2 separate regions of the Canis lupus genome follow, and region 1 is linked to region 2. A link is a contact called in public Hi-C data. All regions are on one chromosome and are shown on one strand. The core of a region is the stretch at or near the end of the contact, and the rest is flanking DNA. Distances in the headings are between cores, read along the strand shown.

Region 1 (5,920 bases), core at 1,890-4,389, 130 kb after region 2:
TCCCTCTCTACTGCTGCAGTCAGGCTCATACCCAAAAACATCACCGTGGTGGCAGGCACAGACCTGGTGCTGCCCTGCCGCCTCTCCTCCAACTTGGCTCATGCCCGCTGGACCTTTGGGGGCCGAGACCTGCCTGCAGAACAGCCCGGCTCCTTCCTCTATGACCCCCGCCTGCAGGCCCTGGTCGTGATGGCTGCCCAGCCCCGCCATGCCGGGGCCTATCACTGCTTTTCGGAGGAGCAGGGGGCGAGGCTGGCCGCTGAAGGCTACCTGGTGGCTGTGGTGGCAGGCCCGTCGGTGACCCTGGAGGCTCGAGCGCCCTTGGAAAACCTGGGGCTGGTGTGGCTGGCCGTGGTGGCCCTGGGAGCCGTGTGCCTGGTCCTGCTGCTGCTTGTTTTGTCACTGCGCCGGCGGCTGCGGGAGGAGCTGGAGAAAGGCGCCAAGGCGGCAGAGAGGACCCTGGTGTACCCGCTGGAGCTGCCCAAGGAGCCCACCAGTCCCCCCTTCAGGCCCGGCCCGGAGACCGATGAGAAACTCTGGGACCCCGTGGGCTACTACTACTCGGACGGCTCCCTCAAGATCGTGCCCGGACACGCACGCTGCCAGCCCGGGGGCGCGCCCCCCTCTCCACCTCCCGGCATCCCCGGCCAGCCCCTGCCTTCGCCCACCCGGCTTCACCTGGGGGGTGGGCGGAACTCAAACGCCAACGGCTACGTGCGCTTACAGCTGGGCGGGGAGGACCGCGGGGGGCTCGGGCACCCTCTGCCGGAGCTGGCCGACGAACTGAGGCGCAAGCTGCAGCAGCGCCAGCCGCTGCCAGACTCCAATCCTGAGGAGTCCTCAGTATGAGGGGCCCCCACCTCCTCGCAGGGGCAGCGCGGGAGGCGCGGCCTCTCCTTTTGCACAGGCACCAGCTACCTCAGGGACATGGCGCGGGCACCGGGCTCGGCCTGGGACGGACCCTGCCCAGCACCTGCCCGGCCATGGGGACCTGCTCTGCTCAGCACGGGCACTGCCACTTGGTGTGGCTCACCAGGGCACCGGCCTCACGGGAGGCATCTTCCTCCTCTCTGTGAGGGGCTGTGAATCACGGACACACGGGACCCCAGCAGCCAAAACTTTTCAAGGCAGAAGTTGGAGATGTGGGTGTGTGCACACGTGTGTGTGACTTAGTCTTCCTTTTTCTGTGCGTGTGCCTGTGTGTGTGTGTGTGTGTGTGTATGTGATAGTCTTCCTTTTTCTGTCAAGTCTTCCCTTGGCCTGGGGTCCTCCTGGTGAGTCATTGGAGCTATGAAGGGGAAGGGGTTGTATCACTTTGCCTCTCCTACCCCCACCTGTCCCCAGTGTGGGTCAGCGATGTACATATGGGGGTGGGCTGGGCAGGGTGCTGTACCCCTTTGGGGGAGTCCAGAGCTCTGGAGTGGGCCTGGTCCTGCTCCTAGGGCTGTGAATGTTTTCAGGGTTGGGGGGAGGGAGATGGATTCTCCTGTGTGTTTGGGGCAAGGGTGGGAGGGGCCTCCCACTTGGCCCGGGGGTTCAGTGGTATTTTATACTTGTCCTCCCTTACAGGGCTGGGAAAGGTTGTGTGGGGGGGAGGGGGAGGGAGGAAGAAAGAGGGTGGGCATGCTGTGGATATTGCATAGCCTCTCCCAGCCCTAGGAGGAGGGCTCCTAACAGTGTAACTTATTGTGTTCTCGCGTATTTATTTGTTGTAAATATTTGAGTATTTTTATATTGACGAATAAAATCAAGAAAATGATACTGCTATGGGAAATGTTACTGCTATAGGGATAAGACATTCGGTTAAAACCTTCTGGGCTGGACTAGCCTCACCTCCCCGTAGTTCTGGGGCAGCTGCCCCTACAGTTGTCCGTGCCTGCTTGTGCCTCTCCAGAGGGGGAATGTAGCCCAGGCTCCAGTGTTTTCCCACAGTGGTAGCTGTGGGGCTGGGAACCAGACCAGGGCCACAGCCTCTTGGGAGCCAGCTTTGGCTTCTGGCCAAAGGGAGAAGTTAGGGCATTGGGAGCAAGGCAGGAGAGGAGGGGCCTGGCTTCTCAGAACTCTGGGAAGGGGAAGTGGCAGCTGGGGGCTGTAGGAGAGGAACTTCCTAGAAAGCTTAAGGTTGTATGGACTGGCTTGTGTGAGGACGGGGCTCCCAACTAGCCTAGGGGAAGCTTTCTGCCTATCCCTCCAGAAATGTTAGTCCTGAATGCTTCAGCTATGTGAAGTGTGGAACTTTGCTCACTACCACCCAGTGTGCGCCAAGCCACTGTCCTATGGAAGGAGTGGTACAGGGAGCCCAGATGTTTGTAAGGAAGAGAGGACCCAGCCTGGATTCTGTAGTCCATGCCCACAGATGGAGGCAGTTCAAGTGAAATGGACTCCCTACATTTGACTGGTCTGGAGGGCCTGCAGTGGCTGAAAGGGGCTGCTGCCCCGGGTGTCCTTAGCTGTAGGAAAGGGCTGTGATTTGCCGACTTCTGGGGACGCTAAGCTTCCAGCATGGTCCGTCAACCTCAGCCCAGAGGATGTTTTGATATATGAAGCCTGATACAGTAAACTAGGCCCCCACTGGAGTAGGGTTGGGCACAATGCAAGGCCCACAACCCAAGGCCCCGTTCCTGCCCTTGGGGTTTTTCTGTGCTCCTAATGGCAAAAGTCATGGCCACCTGCCTCCCATGGGTTTTCAAGAACCGCGCAGGAGGCGCGAGAGGAGGGAGGGGGGAGCGAGGTCACTGGGCCTGGGGTGGTGCAGAAAACCGGGGCGGAGGACCTGGGGCGCGCCCGGCGACTCCCTGCCCTGGGGAAACCGGTGGGCCGCAGGGGAGCCTCGGAGGGCTGGGCCCTGGCGAGCCGCCACACCCGCCCGCCGCGTCCCCACACCCTCCGGGGCTGGCGGCGGCCCGGGCGCCATCCGCCCGCGCTCTGGGTCTGGGGACCCGGCGCCCGGCCCTCGGCACTCGCTTAGCCTGGGACGCCCTCGCGCGGCCGCCGGGGAGCGCAGCGCAGCCAAGCCCCGCCCCCGCCTGCACTGGCCGCGGAGCTACAGCCCCGCAGAGCCGGCCTCCGAGGACCGCCGCGGCCCCGCCCCAGGCCCCGCCCCCCGGCCCCGCCCCGCCCCGCCCCCGGCCCGGCCGCGCGTGCGCACAACAGCCGGGGCGGAGCGAGCTCCCGGGCCGACATGGCGTCGCCGCAGCCCTGCGCGGACGGGCCCTGCTGCTCCTGGCCGGGTGCGGCGTCCGGCGTGCAGCAGACGCTGGACGAGATGGACTTCGACAGGGGTGAGACTCCGGCTCTCGCCAGATCGTGGGACCAGGGAGGGCAGAGAAGCGGGGCCGCGGCGCGCCTGGTGGGGGCGCGGGCGGGCGGTGGGCTCACAGCCCCCTGGTCGCGGACATCCCGCGCGGGACCCGGCACGAGCTCGGCCACTAGAAACTTCGCTTCGCGCGCGGGTTGGGAAACGGGGGCCCTGGGTTCGGCAACTTTCCCAGGTGCTGGGGCGGGGCCCGGTTCCTCGGCCGGGGCGCCGCCGGGAGACTCGGGCCGGCCCGGGGGTGTGCGGGGTCGGGGTCGGGGGGTCGGGGGTCGCAGCCACGCCGAGGCCGTGGAGCGTCAGAGGGGCCGCGCTGCGAAGGGAGCTGACGCCCTGGCCGCCCGCGTGAGCCCCGGGGTCCGGCGGCACACGTGGGCCTCGACGCAGGTGGCGTCTCTACCTTTGGGGCCCAGAGACGGAACCCTTTTACCCCATACTCCATGGAAGGAGGTGGCATTGCCTGTAAGGACAGAGTAAGGCTGAAACCCAAGTCCTCTCTTCTCGGGAAGCAGCGTGTCCTCTGTCAGGGCGGAGGCCGCTAATGCAGCACTAACTCATCAGCTGTTGGGTAGATGCTGCCGCTTTATGTGCTTTCGGATTTAATTGACTGTGAGGCAGCCGTGCACCCGCGCAGCGGCCTCCATGGCGCCTCCCTCTGGGCTGCTGAAGCAATTCCCTCTTGGGCCTTCCTGCTTCACTCCTGCCCTCCAACCGTGTTTTCTACGTTACGCAGAAGCCAGAGTAAACCTTTTGAAAGTATTAAATCAGATAATTTTATTGCTTTTAGAATCAACTCAGATTCCCTTCATGGCCTACAAAACTGTGTGATCTAATCCCTGCCTATTCTACTTCCCTGCCTCCACTTTATTTCTCATCCTTTTTTTTTTTTTTTTAATTTTATTTATTTATTCATGAGAGAGAGAGAGAGAGAGGCAGAGACACAGGCAGAGGGAGAAGCAGGCTCCATGCCGGGAGCCCGACGTGGGATCGATCCCGGGACTCCAGGACCGCGCGCCCCAGGCCAAAGGCAGGCGCCAAACCGCTGAGCCACCCAGGGATCTCATCCTTTTCTTTCCCCAGTCGCTATGCTTCAACCACACTGGGCTTGTTTGGGTTTCTTAGGCAAGATCTCTTTCTGACTTACAGCCATGGTACTTGCTCCTTGGAATGAACTTCCTGCAACATTGAGGAACTCCTTGGTCTCACTCAAATGTCACCTCCTCCGGCCCACCCACGATGAACACCCCATTCTAGTAGTTCTCAGCTGAAGGGGCCAGTTCTAACCCTTAAGGGTCTTTGGCAATGTGTAGAAACAATTTCAGGTTTTTTTTTTTTTCTTTTTAAGATTTTATTTATTCATTCATGAGAGACGCACAGAGACATGGGCAGAGAGAGAAGCAGGCTCCCTCTGGGGAGCCTGACACAAGATTTGATCCTAGGACCCCAGGATCACCACGAGCCAAAGGGAGTGCTCAGCCACTGAACTACCCAGGTGCCCCAACAATTTCAGGTTATTATGGCTGGGAGGGTGCTACAGTCATCTAGAAGGTAGAGACCGGGAATGCTGGTCTATATCCTACAATGCACAGGACAGTTCCTCCTACCAAAGAATTAACTGGCCTAAAATGCCAGTCGTACTGCTGTTGAGAAAGAAACCTTACCCCTGTCCAAAGGAGTAAGGTTTCTCTGATATATTACTTCCCCTCTGTTACTCTGATATATTATCTTTCATCAAAGCAGTTTTTACCACCTGATATTACTTTGTTTGCTTATTCATTTATTATTTCCCACACATGGGAAAGATCCTTATCATGTGGATCTTTTTTTTTTTTCTTCATATCTCCTCTGTGGGTTCATTTTCCCTTTTCCCAAAGTATATCCTTTAAAAGTTTTTTTCAGTGAGTATGATTCTCCAGCTCTCTGTCTCTGTATCTCCTAACTGGTAACTTAGTAGGGTGTAAAATTCTAAACTGACAATTACTTTTTCCCTCTCAAACCTTTGGAAATATTATTTATCTTCTTTTTCTGCTACTACTGTTAATAATTCTGCTGGGGGTGTCTGGGTGGCTCAGTCAGGAGAACAAATGACTCTTGGTTTCAAGGTTGTTAGTTTGAGCCCCACATTGGGTATAGAAATTACTAAAAAAAAAAAAATGTTTTAAAAAAATTTAGGAGCACCTGGATGGCTCAGTTGGAAGTGCATGCAACTCTTGATCCTAGGGTTGTAAATTCAACCCCACATTGGACGTAGAGATTACTAAGAAAAATAAGTAAAGGGATCCCTGGGTGGCGCAGCGGTTTGGCGCCTGCCTTTGGCCCAGGGCGCGATCCTGGAGACCCGGGATCAAATCCCACGTCAGGCTCCTGGTGCTTGGAGCCTGCTTCTCCCTCTGCCTATGTCTCTGCCTCTCTCTCTCTCTCTGTGACTATCATAAATAATAAATAAAAGAAAAAAAAAAAAAAAAAAAAAAAAAAAAAAAAAGAAAAATAAGTAAACATTTTTTTAAAATCCTGATAATCTGATTATGATTCTTTAGTGACTCATGATCTTTTCTTTTTGGTAACTTAAATGTTCTCTTTATTCCTGATGTTTGGTCATTTTACCAT
Region 2 (6,334 bases), core at 2,641-5,140:
ACCTCCCTTCCACTACCCCTTGTTCGTTTCCCAGAGTTAGGAGTCTCTCATGTTGTCTCCCTGATATTTCCCACTCATTTTCTCTCCTTTCCCCTTTATTCCCTTTCACTATTTTTTATATTCCCCAAATGAATGAGACCATATAATGTTTGTCCTTCTCCGATTGACTTACTTCACTCAGCAAATACCCTCCAGTTCCATCCACGTTGAAGCAAATGGTGGGTATTTGTCGTTTCTAATGGCTGAGGAATATTCCATCGTATACATAGACCACATCTTCTTTATCCATTCATCTTTCCATGGACACCAAGGCTCCTTCCACAGTTTGGCTATTGTGGACATTGCTGGTATTAGGACTTTCTTAATGAACTGTCCCACCTGGAGTGGAGAGGACTATTATGTCACTGACACCGGAGTAACAGCAGTGCGTCCATGTGACAGACTTCTAAGAGGTTTGGTCAACAACTCGAGAGTGTTCAGTCTGGGCAGAGCCACTCTTTCTTGATCTAAATATAGTTCCTGAAGACCTTGACACCCTTCCTCCCGCCCTAGTGATGCTACTTTTGGTCAGCAGTGGTGACCACACAGCAGTCTTGGAGAAGGGGCATCTGTGCCGGCCTTGGCATTCCGAGGCAGTGGCATGATTGGTTTAGTGATCCCTTCGAAGCAGCCCACATTCCTGCCAACACTGGTGCCCTGCAGTGCCGGTGCTCTGATATCCAGCTTTTAGTTGAAAGGGCTGACTCTACCCAGCGTGGAAAGGTACACCTCAACTAAATTTGGACTTTCTTTCATCTCCCCTTTGCCTAGAACAATTGCATAATTAACCTGTCACTGGTTTGAAGTATGTTATTTCCTAATTGCCGTATAAAGAGGTCCTGTATGCTATTGGCTTGTGAAATATAAATTTTAATTCCCTGAGTGAACATGTGTTAAATAAATTATTGGTAAATACAATCTCAGTCTCTGAGCATAGTTTGCCACAAACAAAAAGAGCAAGAAGAGAAGCTGAGAATGGGAAATGAAGTCACCGAAGGTACCTGGGCCAGAGGTTTCTGTTTAATACTGAAAACATCTTTCATAGCTCCTGTTGCCCACAAGCCAAGGTGTGCAAGGTTCTTAGAAGGGTGGGCGTTTAAAAGTGTAAACACTGGGGAATCCCTGGGTGGCTCAGCGGTTTAGCCCCTGCCTTCAGCCCAGGGCCTGATCCCAGAGACCCAGGATCGAGTCCCATGTCAGGCTCCCTGCATGGAGCCTGCTTCTCCCTCTGCCTGTGTCTCTGCCTCTCTCTCTGTCTCTCATGAATAAATAAATAAACTCTTTAAAAAATAATAAAAGTTTAAACACTGCCCCCCCCCCATGGCTGCTGGGACTCGGTTCACATTGTCAGCACAGCCCTATCTTAATCTGATTCCGTGCAGTATGTTTCCATACCAGATGGAGAATCCCTTCAGAGCAATGATTATGCCCTATTCATCTTTGAATCCTCAGTGGCTTCTAGAAGGCCAGCATGTAATTGGATCAAGTAAATTTTAGCCAATTTACTTCTTGGAGAGAGTCTACAGAACAAGTTTTCTAGGGCTGCTACTGGCCCAGTGAGGTCAATTTGAGGTAAACTTGGGGAGGGCTGAAGTCCCAGGTGTTTCCATCTGTCCCATGCAGGCTACATTTTCAAAAGGACCTGGTGGAGCATTCCTTCACAGAAGCACATTTGGTCTTCACTGGACTTCACTCCCTCTACCAAGAAAAATATAGAGTCTCTTCTGAGGCAAATTTCTTACTCCTCTTTAAAAGTGGGTTTTCTTTGAATGGCTTACAGTGTGACTCCCTTCTTTTACCTCCAGTGCAACCGCTCCAAATTAAATTGGAAAAAAAAAAATTTCCAGGGGATCCCTGGGTGGCGCAGCGGTTTGGCGCCTGCCTTTGGCCCAGGGCGCGATCCTGGGGACCTGGGATCGAGTCCCACGTCGGGCTCCCGGTGCGTGGAGCCTGCTTCTCCCTCTGCCTATGTCTCTGCCTCTCTCTCTCTCTCTCTGACTATCATAAATAAATAAATAAATTTTTTTTTAAAAATTCCATAAATCTTAGGAATGTTCCCCAAGAATCTACAGTTGATTTGTACCTATGGTTTGATGTTTAATGCTAGGGGAAAAGCACTGGTCTGAAATATAAGTGTTTTGGGATGGTACCCAATCAGCTGGCTTAGCCAGTCACTTTTTCTTCTGGCCATTTTTCTCATCAGTAAAATTGATTAGACTAGATTAGTATTTCCCAAAAAGTATTGCACAGAATTCTAATCTCAGTAGATGCTTTCGGTAAAAAAGACTTGGAAAGTCCTGCATTTGATGAACTTCCTCTTGGAGATGCACATTCTAGCATATTAAGGTTCTGATTAGGCCTGCAGCAAAAGCCTAATTAAATTAAAAGCATAGTTATTGCTTAATTCACCCGGGGTTTATGTCAGAGATTTTCTATCTTCATTGACCACTCTTTGCCAAGAAGCACCTAACCCAAGTCTCAGCAGACCAGTGAGAAATGCAGTTGTGAGCTGTTATGATTCCCTGCTGCCTGACCACAGATGGTTCACTCCAGCCTATGAAATAGAAATATGGTTGATGCCTAATCATAGGACATTTTTTCAGGTCCTTATTCAGCTCACAAAGACCTGGGATTCTTCAGACTTTGCAGGTGAGCTCCGATGTCAGGACCAGTCTCTAAGTATCCTATCCACTCCCTGCTGTCTCCAGCTCCTTCCACCCTTTGCTCATATCGACTCCTAATGTCTTCTTGATAAACAGTTTTCCCTATTCCTGCTCCATCATTGTCTTTGCCAAAACAAGAAACTTTCAGAGTATTATTTTTTTTTTGCTTTTATATGATTATTTTTAGTGGTCAAAATAACTACATACTGTAGTAAGTCAAACATATGTGACAATTAAGGAAAAGGTTCACTATTAACAGTTTTGTGTTTTTCCATTTTTTCCTTTATACCAGCATTTCTCAACTTCAATACCATTGATATTTTAGATTGGATAATTCTTTGCAGGGTAGGGGTGCAGTCCCGTGTGCATTGTAGGATTTTTACCATTTATGCCATTAGCATTCCCCAGTGGTGACAATCAAAAATGTCCTCAGTCACTGCCATTTGTCCCCTGGAGGGCAAAATTACCCTGCCCCATGCTTATATAGACATATTCAAACAAATGCACATATAAGGGCTGTTTCTTAAAATATACAGATATATAAGTGAATATCGATTACAAAAATATATATTACTATAAAAATTACTAGTAAATTGCTTCTTTAAAAAATATTTTGTGGGGGCAGATGAATGGCTCAGTTAGTTAAAAGTCTGCTTTCAGCTCAGGTCATGATCCATTGGGCTCCCTGCTCAGAAGGGAGTCTGCTTCTCCCTCTGCCCCTCCCCCTGCTCATGCTCTGGCACTCTCTCTCACTGTCAAACAAACCTTTTTAAAAACATATTTTGTGGACATTACAGATCAATACAAACAGATCTAACTCATTATATGTAATTGCTGCATAGTATTTCCAACTATAAATCTACTGTAATTTGCCCATTTCCCCCTTGATGAATATCCAGAATATTTTTGCCTATCAAACAATGCTGCAGTGCATGTCTATGGACACCTAGCCTTCTATTTTGGAGGGTGTGTATATTAAACATCAATTAATTCTGCCAAATTGTTTTCCCAAAAGTTTGGAGCAATTCATGTTCCCATTAGTAGGGCATGTGAGTGCCAGAACTCACCTCTACAAGGTGAGTTACCCACCTTTTGCAAAGTTTGCCCGCTGGGTGGATAAAACACAAGATGCTGTTGGTGTTTGCAGTTTCAGTTCCCTGACCTCCAAGGCAGCTGAGCCTCTCTTCATAAGGCCATTTGCATTTCCCTGTGCTGTGAACTGCCCGGTTTAGCCACTCAAGCAAGCTCTTTAGTCTCTTTTTGCCTCAGTTTTCTTTTCTTTCTGTCGGGCATAAGACGTACCTCTTTATGCTGTTGTGAGGACCAAATGAATTAACACTCATGAAGTGCTCAGAACTGCCTAATACACTGTAAGTGCTGAGTTAATGCTGGCTTTAAATTGGTCAATTCGATATATTCCCAGTTGCTTGAGTTTATCCAGAAGATCTCCAGAAGGATACAAAAGAAGCTAACAGAGGTGCCAGGGTGGCTCAGTTGGTTACACAGCTGCCTCTGGCTCAGGTCATGATCCCAGAGTCCTGGGATCAAGCCCCACATGGGGCTCCTTGCTTGATGGGCAACCTGCTTCTCCCTCTCTTACCACTTGTGTTCTCTTGTGTGCTAAGTGACTAAATAAAATCTTAAAAAAAAAAAAAAAGAAAGGAAGTTAATACAAGTAGCTACTTCTGTGTATTTGTGGGGGTGAGAAAGTGGTGGTGGTTGGTGAGAAACAGGGCCACAAAGGCAGGGGTGGGACTGAGACCCATTGCAGACCTCTTACACTATTTTGAGTTTTAACTGTATGGATGTATTACCTATTCAGAAATGAAACCTTTTTTAATTGGCTATTCATATTCTTATGAGGGGAGGTTCTTTATCTTATTGACGTGCAGACACTCTTTGAATGTTAAGGAGCTTATTTATATTGAGTCCTTTCCCTGGGCCAAGGCTGGTCACTATTCAAAGGGAGTAAAATGTGGCTTCTTCCTTGAATCTATCACAAGAAAGTGGAAGGGGGTGAGGCATTGTTCTTTGTTTGGGCAAAGTTTTCACAAGCTTGAAAAATTGGGTCAAAAAAGGGACTTAAATTTGCATTTAAGTTGCTCTGGCTGGGTCACAGAATCCCTGACCACTCACAAAGACATATGTAGGGCCAATTTTTAATTATAACAAGGGTGTTGGGTGGGGTGAGACAGTTGCTGTGTGCAGGCCTGCTGGGATCATGCATCACCCAGGGATAGCCTAGACCTCAAGGGCCACCTGGGGAGGACTGAGGAAGATATGATAAAGTGGCTGAATCCCCTGCAGCTTGTGGGAGCTAGGACCCTTCTGGCTGAAAAGCCAGGTCAGAACAAATCAAACGTTTTTGTGCAGATACCACAAATCCAAAATGGGTCACCTGGAACTACTGTCAGCACAGGGCCTGGCTGTAGCTGGGGCTCAGCGGGCTGAGAGGAGGATTCTTACCTAAGTGTGTGTGTAAGAAACAAAAGCTGTCCAATCTAACCAGTGAGGCAGCACAGGAGCAAATGTGAATTGCCACCCTTCCCCTTCCAGAACCCCTCTCTCACCCAGTGACCCTCTTCCCCATCCCACAGAGCCCCATCTATTCTTCCAGAGAGGAAATGAAGCTCCATCTGGGAAATCCTAATGTTCCTCTCTTCCCTCATGCCATCTCTTCTTTTCCCCTCTCCCCTCCTCCTCCCTCCATCCCCATCCTGCTGGGCGGGCCCATGGGATCTGTTCTTCCTAAGTCGTCAGGCCCCACTGACCCACACAGAAGAGGTGAGTAAAGGACTGTTTGCAGAGGGGTGGCAGGGTTGAGGAGCCCCCAGGAATCTTGAAGACCTGGGAGGGCCACCCTGGGCCCAGTGGTATTTGCACTGGTGAGTCCTGAGCAGCAGGAGGAGCTGTGCCGCTGCCAGAGCCTTGGCAGCAAGGGCAGGGTGGAGGTGAGAAGCAAAGGGACCCTAACTGGCAACCAGAGGGCATGGGAGTCCCTTGATGCAGCCCATGGAGGAAAGCTCCCCAGGCAGAAAACAGAGATGGAGGGGGACCCAGAAGGGCAGACAGAGTGATCAGCATGATTCTCTGCCTGGAATGATGCCCTGCTCAATGGTTCAACTACGCTGTCACTGGCATTCTCAGTTCCTTGCTCCCTTGTCCCTGGTACCCAAGGCTAAATATGCCCAACCATCTGTTTTCTGGGTTCTTCTTCCAAGTTGGCAAGCACTGCCAGAGAAAATCATACACCATGAGAGGCTTGTGACGGTCACCCTTGGCTGAGCCCTCCATGTTGGGAGCTTGGTGGTTCTTTCCCTCCGTCCTTAAGCCCCAGCCCTGCCCATCTTGTATTTCACTGAGGAGCAGACAGGAACTCACTCAGCCTCCCTCCCTCCTCTTCCTCTTTCACCCTCCTCTTCCCTTCCCTTCATCCCTCCGCCTGGTCTTGGAGGAACTGAGTCTCTCTTCCCCAAGGCTGAGCCTTCACCTGTTGGGCTCTTTGCCCTCTTCCTGCAACAGGCACCTTCCCTTGGCCTTCAAGGATGCTGAGACCCAAGTCTTTACTCAGGTCAGTGCCTCTGTCATGGATCTGTTTTCTTCCAACCACTTCTAGATGTCTGGAAAAACAT

What was found. Hi-C and Micro-C count contacts between places; a contact is called where the count stands out from the background.
Region 1: a contact with region 2 is called in a Hi-C map of skin fibroblasts, with 2.1 times the contacts expected there. The contact joins the promoter of ANKRD39 here to the promoter of COX5B in region 2. A contact is called at or near these places in 2 of 9 Hi-C or Micro-C datasets (amygdala and skin fibroblasts).

The regions. Positions count from the first base shown.
Region 1 is chr10:46,172,023-46,177,942 of UU_Cfam_GSD_1.0, forward strand. It overlaps ANKRD39 (ankyrin repeat domain-containing protein 39), which reads left to right and starts at 3,140. Exons shown (of 4, transcript XM_038551115.1): 1 at 3,140-3,281. The coding sequence starts at 3,182. SEMA4C (semaphorin-4C) reads left to right here. Exons shown (of 15, transcript XM_038551099.1): 15 at 20-1,761. The coding sequence ends at 849.
Region 2 is chr10:46,039,446-46,045,779 of UU_Cfam_GSD_1.0, forward strand. It overlaps COX5B (cytochrome c oxidase subunit 5B), which reads right to left and starts at 3,891. Exons shown (of 4, transcript NM_001144130.1): 1 at 3,792-3,891. The coding sequence starts at 3,891.